Linked DNA regions of Sus scrofa: region 2 is linked to region 1. The links are chromatin contacts, called in public Hi-C maps. All regions are on one chromosome and are shown on one strand. The core of a region is the stretch at or near the end of the contact, and the rest is flanking DNA. Distances in the headings are between cores, read along the strand shown.

The links. Hi-C and Micro-C count contacts between places; a contact is called where the count stands out from the background.
Region 2: a contact with region 1 is called in a Hi-C map of skeletal muscle, with 4 times the contacts expected there. The contact joins two enhancer-like sites. A contact is called at or near these places in 1 of 47 Hi-C or Micro-C datasets (skeletal muscle) and 1 of 2 datasets of contacts at active chromatin or transcription factors (skeletal muscle).

The regions. Positions count from the first base shown.
Region 1 is chr6:5,846,413-5,850,305 of Sscrofa11.1, forward strand. No RefSeq gene overlaps it. Among named protein-coding and RNA genes, the nearest start is that of CDH13, 16 kb to the left of the region's middle. Within about 2 kb of position 1,824, at least 1 of the 83 cell types and tissues checked has an H3K27ac peak or open chromatin away from gene starts, as enhancers often do. A contact at or near this core is called in skeletal muscle, where this site is marked.
Region 2 is chr6:5,975,431-5,979,442 of Sscrofa11.1, forward strand. All of the region lies in intron 4 of LOC102166616 (a long non-coding RNA gene), which reads right to left. Among named protein-coding and RNA genes, the nearest start is that of CDH13, 150 kb to the left of the region's middle. Within about 2 kb of position 2,246, at least 3 of the 83 cell types and tissues checked have an H3K27ac peak or open chromatin away from gene starts, as enhancers often do. A contact at or near this core is called in skeletal muscle, where this site is marked.

The DNA of each region.
Region 1 (3,893 bases), core at 574-3,073:
CAAAACCAAACCCTTTGCCCAGCAGCACCCAGGCCCTCAGTGACAGACGTACACCTCAAAGCCAGGTTCTCTGCTTTTTCATCACACCAGGTTGCTTCTCTTGAAAATAAAAACAGATTACAGAAAACAAACAGGCCATGGACACAAGCAGCCCCAGGGCACAGAAAATTTAGTTAGAGACTCAGTTTAAATTCTCCCAAGTCCTTCTCCATGACAGCTCCAATAGAGAAGAATTACCGTTGGGTAGCATTGCCAGATAAAATACAGGATGCTTAGGTAAATTTGCATTTCAAATAAACAACAAATAATTTTTTAGTATATAACAGTTATTGCATACTTGAAATAATTGTTTCTCTCTTTCTCCCTCCACCCTCCCTTACCCATTTCCTCTGTCCTTATTTCCTTCCTTTTTTTTTTTTTTTTTTTTTTTTTAGTTAAATACGGCAACTTTATAGCCTTGTAGTTTTTACAGCCCCTTAACGTACCATGTTTATGAACTAACCAGTGCTCCTACCAGGAGAGAATTTTGTACAAGACACTCTGAGTATCTGTCCAGTTCATGGCCCTCCTATCTGAAAATGTCCTTAACCTGCCTAACCCGTGACGGTCCCAGCATCATGCTATCCTACCCTGCCTTCCTGGGAAGGATCCTGAACCACTCATGCCAATCCAACTCTCTTTCTTAAAAATCGGAAACAAGAAACTGGAAGATGGAGGGAGTTCCCGTCTTGGCGCAGCCAAAATGAATCCGACTGGGAACCATGATGTTGTGGGTTTGATCCCTGGCCTTGCTCAGTGGGTGAAGGATCCAGCATTTGATTGTGGTGTGGGTCGAAGATGCGGCTCAGATCTGGTATAGCTGTGGCTCTGGTGTAGGGCAACAGCTACAGCTCCAATTGAACCCCCTGCCTGGGAACCTCCATATGCCGTGGGTGTGGCTCTAAAAAGACAAAAAGTGGAAGATGGAGCTAAGTCAAGTCAATGAACCATGCAACAGTCCAATAAATTTCTCTTTCTTTTCTTCTTTGGTTTTGGTTCTGTTTTGGTTTGCTTATTTTGTTTCAAGTGGGATTTTGGCTCAACAAATCACTCTTGACTAGGCTACACCTCTCTTGCGGTCATTTTGTTTGCTCAGGTGAGATGTAAAATGACCCATGTTTTTGAGTGCCTTATTGCCTTTTAAACATTTTCTAATGTTATTTATTCCTTTAATTAGTTGTATTTCATTTTCAATCAGAAAAAAAAAATACTATGGCCCATCTTATAGAAAAGGTACCATGACTTAACAACTTGAAAATAATAGTAATTTTAAGTGTCATCACCTTTTGGTGGTGGGGGTGCTGTGCCCAAGGCATATGGAAGTTCCTGGGCCAGGGATCAAACCCATGCCACAGCAGGGACTCGAGCCACAGCAGGGACAGTGCCAGATCCTTAACCTGCTGAGCCAGGGAACTCCCAAAGTGTTATGAGATTTGATGAGCACCCTCCACTCAGTCCTCATATACGATCTGGACGGCATAGGCACACAGTAGGAAGGGGAAGAAATCTGCCTTCTCTGAAGGAGTGAAAGCCCATCCTAGGCTTCCTGTGTGGGGTGGCTCTCAGGATGAGAGCCAGACTCCCTCACTGCCTGGCATCTGTAGCCTCATCCTGGACTGGCCAATGGACTTCTTCATATACCCCAGGAATCGGGAGACACTAACAGAACTCTGTCAGCCTGCAAACTTTAGAAAGGAAATTGGAGAATTCCAGATGGAGCAGGGAACTGCTTATCCAAGTCACAGATGCTTTAAGTCTCTCTAAAAATATCTGAGCAGCCGTGTTTGTAACAACTGTAGAGAGTCCTTCTCACTTGACCTCAGGCCTGGCCCTGGCCACTGCAGCTCTGCCCAGCTCCTGAGCCTTATGGTCTGGCTTTTATTTCCGTCCTCACGCTGATGACAATCCACAGTCAACTGAACTTCATGCCACATATTCTGAAACTGAACCATCCCAACTAACAAGAGAGCTGGAGCGTTTTACTCCACTCAACCCACACCATGACCCTTTTATAGATCTTCAAAGTCTTGACTCTCTTGCAAAAATGCTGGAACCCACTTACAGACCCCGCATGTTTTACTGGACAAATACAGTCATGTCTTTCAAAGGTATGTTATCCGTATGCTTTTCAAAAAGCCTTTTTGAAGTTGGCTACCTTACAGCAAGGACCACCTTCCTCTCCTCTGCTGAGCACAGCAAGGCTTCGTCTTCCCCCAAGAATGACACGAGGTCCCTCCTCCCGGATGACCACGAGGCAACGGCCACAATCAATGTCCACAGGGGGCTCTGGTTGTAGTCACGGATTTTTTTAAGCCTGTAGCTTCAGCTAAGGTGTGGAAGTCCCAGGCCTATGAATGTGAGTGCTCTCCTTTTTCCTTCCTGTGATGCAGTTCTCACAAACTACAAAGTTGTCTTTAGAAAAAAATCAGAGTCTTCTTTGCTGCTTTTACTCCATAGATTAAAAGTAAGAATTGGCTTCTCTAGTTTGGACCTTCAGCTCTCCCTGGCACCAAATTCATACCCACTGTGTTAGTTACCTATTGCTGCTTCCAAACTCAGAGGCTTAAAATAACAGTAAACATCTACTATCACGCAGAGTTTCTAGGGTCAGGAATTCAGAAGCAGCTTAGCTGGAAAATTCTGACTCAAGGCTCTCTATTAGCCAAGAGATTGACCAAGACTATAGGCATCTAAAGGCCTGACTGGGGCTGGAGAACCTTCTTTCAAAGTGGCTCCCTCATGTGGCTGGCAAATTGGTGCTGGCTGGTGGCAGGAGGCCCCAGATCTTCTTCACCTGGATCTTGAGCTTCCTCACGTCACGGTGACTGGCTTTCCCCAGAGGGAGAAACCAAGAGGCCAGGGAGGAAGCTGCAATGCCTTTTTATGACCTGGCCTCAGAAGTCACACACTGTAACCACCACCCCACTTGCTGATCCCTGACTGCAGACTTCCAGCCTCCAGAGCGGCAAGAAATTAATGTCTATAGTTTATAGGCCTCTTGGTCTGTGGCATTTTGTTACAGCAGCCTGAATGGACTAAGACAATCGTTATGTCCAATACATTTTCCAGCCTGATTTCTTACCATCCGTCATTTCCCTCATCTTCCCTTCCCACATTATCCAGCTTTTATCCCACCTTAAATTCCCCACCAAGAGCCTCTCACCAGGCCTACCCAACCCTCAGAGCTTCCTTCACTGTTCCCTCTCAATGCCCCATGACCGGCCCGCTACTGCCCTAGCAGACTCAAGAACAGCAGCAATGGCAAGTTTGCCAAGTGCTTGCCCGTTGGCTATTATCCCATTAAGTCAGTTCGCCTTGGTCTCTGAGCCCCACAGGAAAGCAACCAATGGTAGGCACTCTGGGGTAGCGGGGGGGGGGGAAGTATATTTCTTCTTTAATCCAAGGAATAATATCTTAACAGATATAGTTGTGCAACCCTGTGAAACAAGAAGGATACAGGTTCACAGCACAGAAGGAAAGCGAAGCCCAGAAAGCTTCAGTCACATGGCCGCAGTTTCCCAGCATATTGGTGGCAAAGCCAGAACCAATAATGGGAGCACTGGGATGCCCAGTGTTTTCCCCCTCTGCGCCATTATGAAAAATGGAGGGCATGGGAGGACGGCAGGAAAGTGCTTTCTGCTGCCGCAGCGTGGAGCTCAGTGGTGGCACCCTAGCAGGCTCCACAGAGCTGAACACAGTTAACAGTTTGCACTTATCACCCCATTCGTCTCCCCATTCCCCTGTGACATTTGTTATCGAAAACACAGGCACCGGGGAAGAAGGGCAGGAGCTAGAATCAGAAGAATGCACAGGCGTCCTTTGGCTGCCTTTAGAGGCTTTCTTTTCCATTTCTA
Region 2 (4,012 bases), core at 996-3,495, 130 kb after region 1:
AGAGTGAGGGGAAGGAAAGAAAGAATAACGGCTCCCAAAGGTGCCCATATCCAAATCCTCAAAACCATGGAAATATGTTACATTTTGTGTCAAAACAGAATTAAGGCTGCGGATAGAATTGATTGCTAATCAGCTAGGTGACCTTAAAATAAGAATATCTTGGATTATCCAGGTAAGCCCAAAGTAATCACAAGGGTCCTTAAAAGGGGAAGAGGCAGGAGAGAAAGAATCATAGGGATGTGACTAAGGAAGCAGGGTCTGAGAGATCTGATGTTGCCGGCTTTGAAGATGGAGGAAGGGGTTAGGAGTCAAGGAATGGGAGTGATTTCCAGAAGTCGGAAAAAGCAAGGAAATGGATTCTCTCCCCTAGAACCTCCAAAAGGAACGCTGCCTCACTGACACCTTGATTTTAGCCCAATGAGACCTGTATGGGACTTCTGACCTATATAAATCTAAGGTAATAAACTGCGTTGTTTTAAGCCACCAAGTTTGTGGTAATTTGTGACAGTAACAGCAGGAAACTAAAACACAAGGCAAGGAGAAGAAAGCATTTCTTGATAACACCTGTAGGCTGGAACTGGGCTGGTACTGGGTAAATGAGGTACTTTATTGAGCATTCATGGTGGATTCTAGACTTTCTTTTTTTTTTTTTTTTTTTTTTTGGTCTTTTCAGGGCCTCACCCAAGGCCCTGGAGGTTCGCAGGCTAGGGGTCACACTGGAGCTGTAGCCGCTGGCCTACCCCACAGCCACAGCAATGCCAGATCCAAGCCACATCTGCAACCTACACCACAGCTCACAGCAACACCGGATCCATAACCCATTGAGCAAGGCCAGGGATCAAACCTGCATCCTCATGGATACTAGTCATATTCATTTCTGCTGAGCCAGGATGGGAACTCTGGATTCTGGACTTTTAAAGCAGAATCTCTCTGAAGCAACTCTGAGATCACGTGAATGTTCAGGAAGGAATGGCCGTCCCTGAGCAGAAATGTATTGCGCCACACTTCAGGGTGGGTATTCAGATGGTAAAAGAAGATCATGGATGGGAAATGAAAAGTCCTATTTATGAGGTAGGAGATGGGATGGAGCATGACTGAGAACAGCAAATGTGGAAAACCACCCACTTCATCTAACCCACATGGTGCCTGAGAATTTACCATGAGCTGGGCACCGGGTAAGATGTAGAGAGATGGTACCGAAGAAGATGGGGGCTGGCCTCATGGAAAGTCAAACTTCAAAAGATGCTAATCTCCAAGCAGACCATGTTTGATGCCAATCCACACCCACTAGGACAGCTCTAATCAAAAAGACAGACAACATGGAGTTCCCGTTGTGGTGCAGTGGTTAATGAATCCAACTAGGAACCATGAGGTTGCAGGTTCAATCCCTGGCCTCGCTCAGTGGGTGAAGGATCTGGCGTTGCCATGAGCTGTGGTGTAGGTCACAGATGTGGCTTGGATCTGGCATTGTTGTAGCTGTGGCATAGGCCAGCGGCTACAGCTCCAATATGACCCCTAGCCTGGGAACTTCCATATGCCATGGATCATGGCCCTAGAAAAGACCAAAAAAAAAAAAAAAAAAAAAAAAAATGTAGACAACAACCAGTGCTGGCAAGGAGTAAAGAACCTGTAACTTTCCTACATTGCTGATGGGGACTGTAGAATAGTGCAGCCACTTTGGAAAACAGTCTGTCAGTTCCTCAGAAAGATAACACAGAGCCACTAGGTAACAGTCCTAGGTATATACCAAGAGAAATGAAAATACATGTCCATGCAAAAATTTATGTATGAATATTCATAGCAGCATTATTTATAACAACCAAAAGGTAGAACTGACCCAAATGTCCATCAGCCAATGAAGGGAATAAATAAATAAAATGTGGTATATCCATAAAATGGACTATTATTCATCCATAAAAAGGACTGAAGTACTGACACATGCTATAACGTGGATGAAGCCTGAGAACACTATGCTCAGTGAAAGAAGCCAACTCAAAAGGCCTCATATTGTATGACTGCATTGGTACAAAATGTCCAAATAGGCAAATCTATAGAGACAGAAAGCAGATGAGTTGTTTGCCAGCACTAGAGGGGAGGATGAGAGCATGCGGGGGTGAGAGCTAAGAGTAAGGACTGGAGACCACAAGCCATCAGTGCTGTAGTGGCTCCAGATGGAACTCCCCAGATGTCCTCTGTGCATGGTCATCTTACACCCCATCAATCATAAACTTCTCCAGCTAGCTTTCTGCTATTCAGCAGTTGAGATTCTGGGGGCCTTGATGAAATAGGGTTGGGCTCATAGTGCTAACAGATTGCAGTGGCCTCTTTTCTGGCTACTTTTCAAAGTTCCAAAAAGCTTTTGGACAACAAAAGAAGAGGGAAGGTAGGGGCAGTAATTGTGATCACGATGCTCCTGAGGGGACATTTTGTCCCTGTCTGAGGCCATAGAGCACTGGAAGCCCCTGGAGGGCAGGTCCTGTGCCCACATGTTCAGTGTCCTGCCCCAGGTGTCCCAGCACCTGGCATATAGTGTGCTCTCAATAAACTCTGATCGATTAAAGCAAAGGAGTAAATAGTGGCAGACAATGTAAAATTCCAATTCTTTTTCTCTCCTGCTGCCTCTAGTGTCTGTATAGAAATCCTTTTCTCAGCCTTATGAATTATGACCCCTTCCAAAGCAAAAGAGGCAGCAGATAGTTGGAGTTTAAGATTACATGTGTTATTTTTACTTTGGTGTCCTCATGAGCACTCTGTCACAGGAAGGGCAGCTGAGAATCAGACTCACGGAGTGTCCCTGGGTTGGGGTGGAACCCTTTGAACCCAGAGGAAGAGCAGAATGGCCAGTGGAAGACATAAGTGTCTTAGCAACTGAACTTGCGAAAGAAAAAGCATCAGAAATTGGGGTATGTGTACACATGCCGGGAGCAAGATGTCTTATGATTTCTCTATTCGGAAGCTGCAAAATATGTCTACAGTTCTCCCCTCAAAAAGAAGGCCTAATTCCTCTCCTTCGAATGTGTGCTGTACCTGGTAACTCATTTTTAATTAATGTAGAGGAGAAGATAGCATGGGATCTCTGAAGGTAGGCTGTGGTCAGCTGAATGATGTTCACATCCCAATCCCTAGACCCTGTGAGGGTTTCCTAAAATGACAAAGGGGACTTCACAGATGTGGTTAGGGATCTCGAGATGAGACAATTATCCTGGATTATCCAGGTGGGCCCTAAGTAGTTATAGGGTCCTTATAAGAGAAGGACAGCGAGGATCTGACAACTGAAGAGAAAGAAGCTGATGTGATGAGGCCAGGAGCCAAGGAATGAGGAAGACCTCGAGAAGCTGGAAAAGTTAAGGGACGAAAGTCCCCACAGAGACTCTGGAGGGTGCATGGCCCTCTTGACACCTTGCTTTTTAGCCCAGTGAAACTGATTTTGGACTTCGAATCTACAGAACCATAAAAGAATAAATCTGTGTTGTTTTAAGCTACCAAGGTTTTTGTTTGTTTTCATTTATCACAGTGGCCATAGGAAACACATAGGTCATAAAAGACACTGCTGCTTCCGTCTTGCTTTCTTGGATTGTTCAGTGCCAGTTGCCATGCTGTGCAGACACTCAAGAAGCAATAAAGGGAATGTTTTCAAGTCAGCAACCACTGCGGGCAACTGAAGCTATTCCCATCAAGACAATGGCATTCATTGTAGCACATGACTTCAGCATCAGCCCCCTTGAAGACTGAGGGAACTGGGGTGTAGACACCAGCTCTCATCAATCTTTGGGGAAGGACCATCCCAGGCATGGGGTGGAAGGATGTTAAATCCTCGAGACTGCCAGTCTGGTGGAGCAGGTTCTGGTGACCCTGGGAAGAAATGCAGGTTCTGGCAGCTGGGGGTCAGAAGGGCTTCCACTGAGATGGTTGAGCAAGGGGATGTGGGCAGAGTTCTGGCAGCTTCCACTGAAACCAAGGGATCCAGAGTAGGGGATGTGGCAGAAGAGGAATGCCCAAATCAGCATCTGCA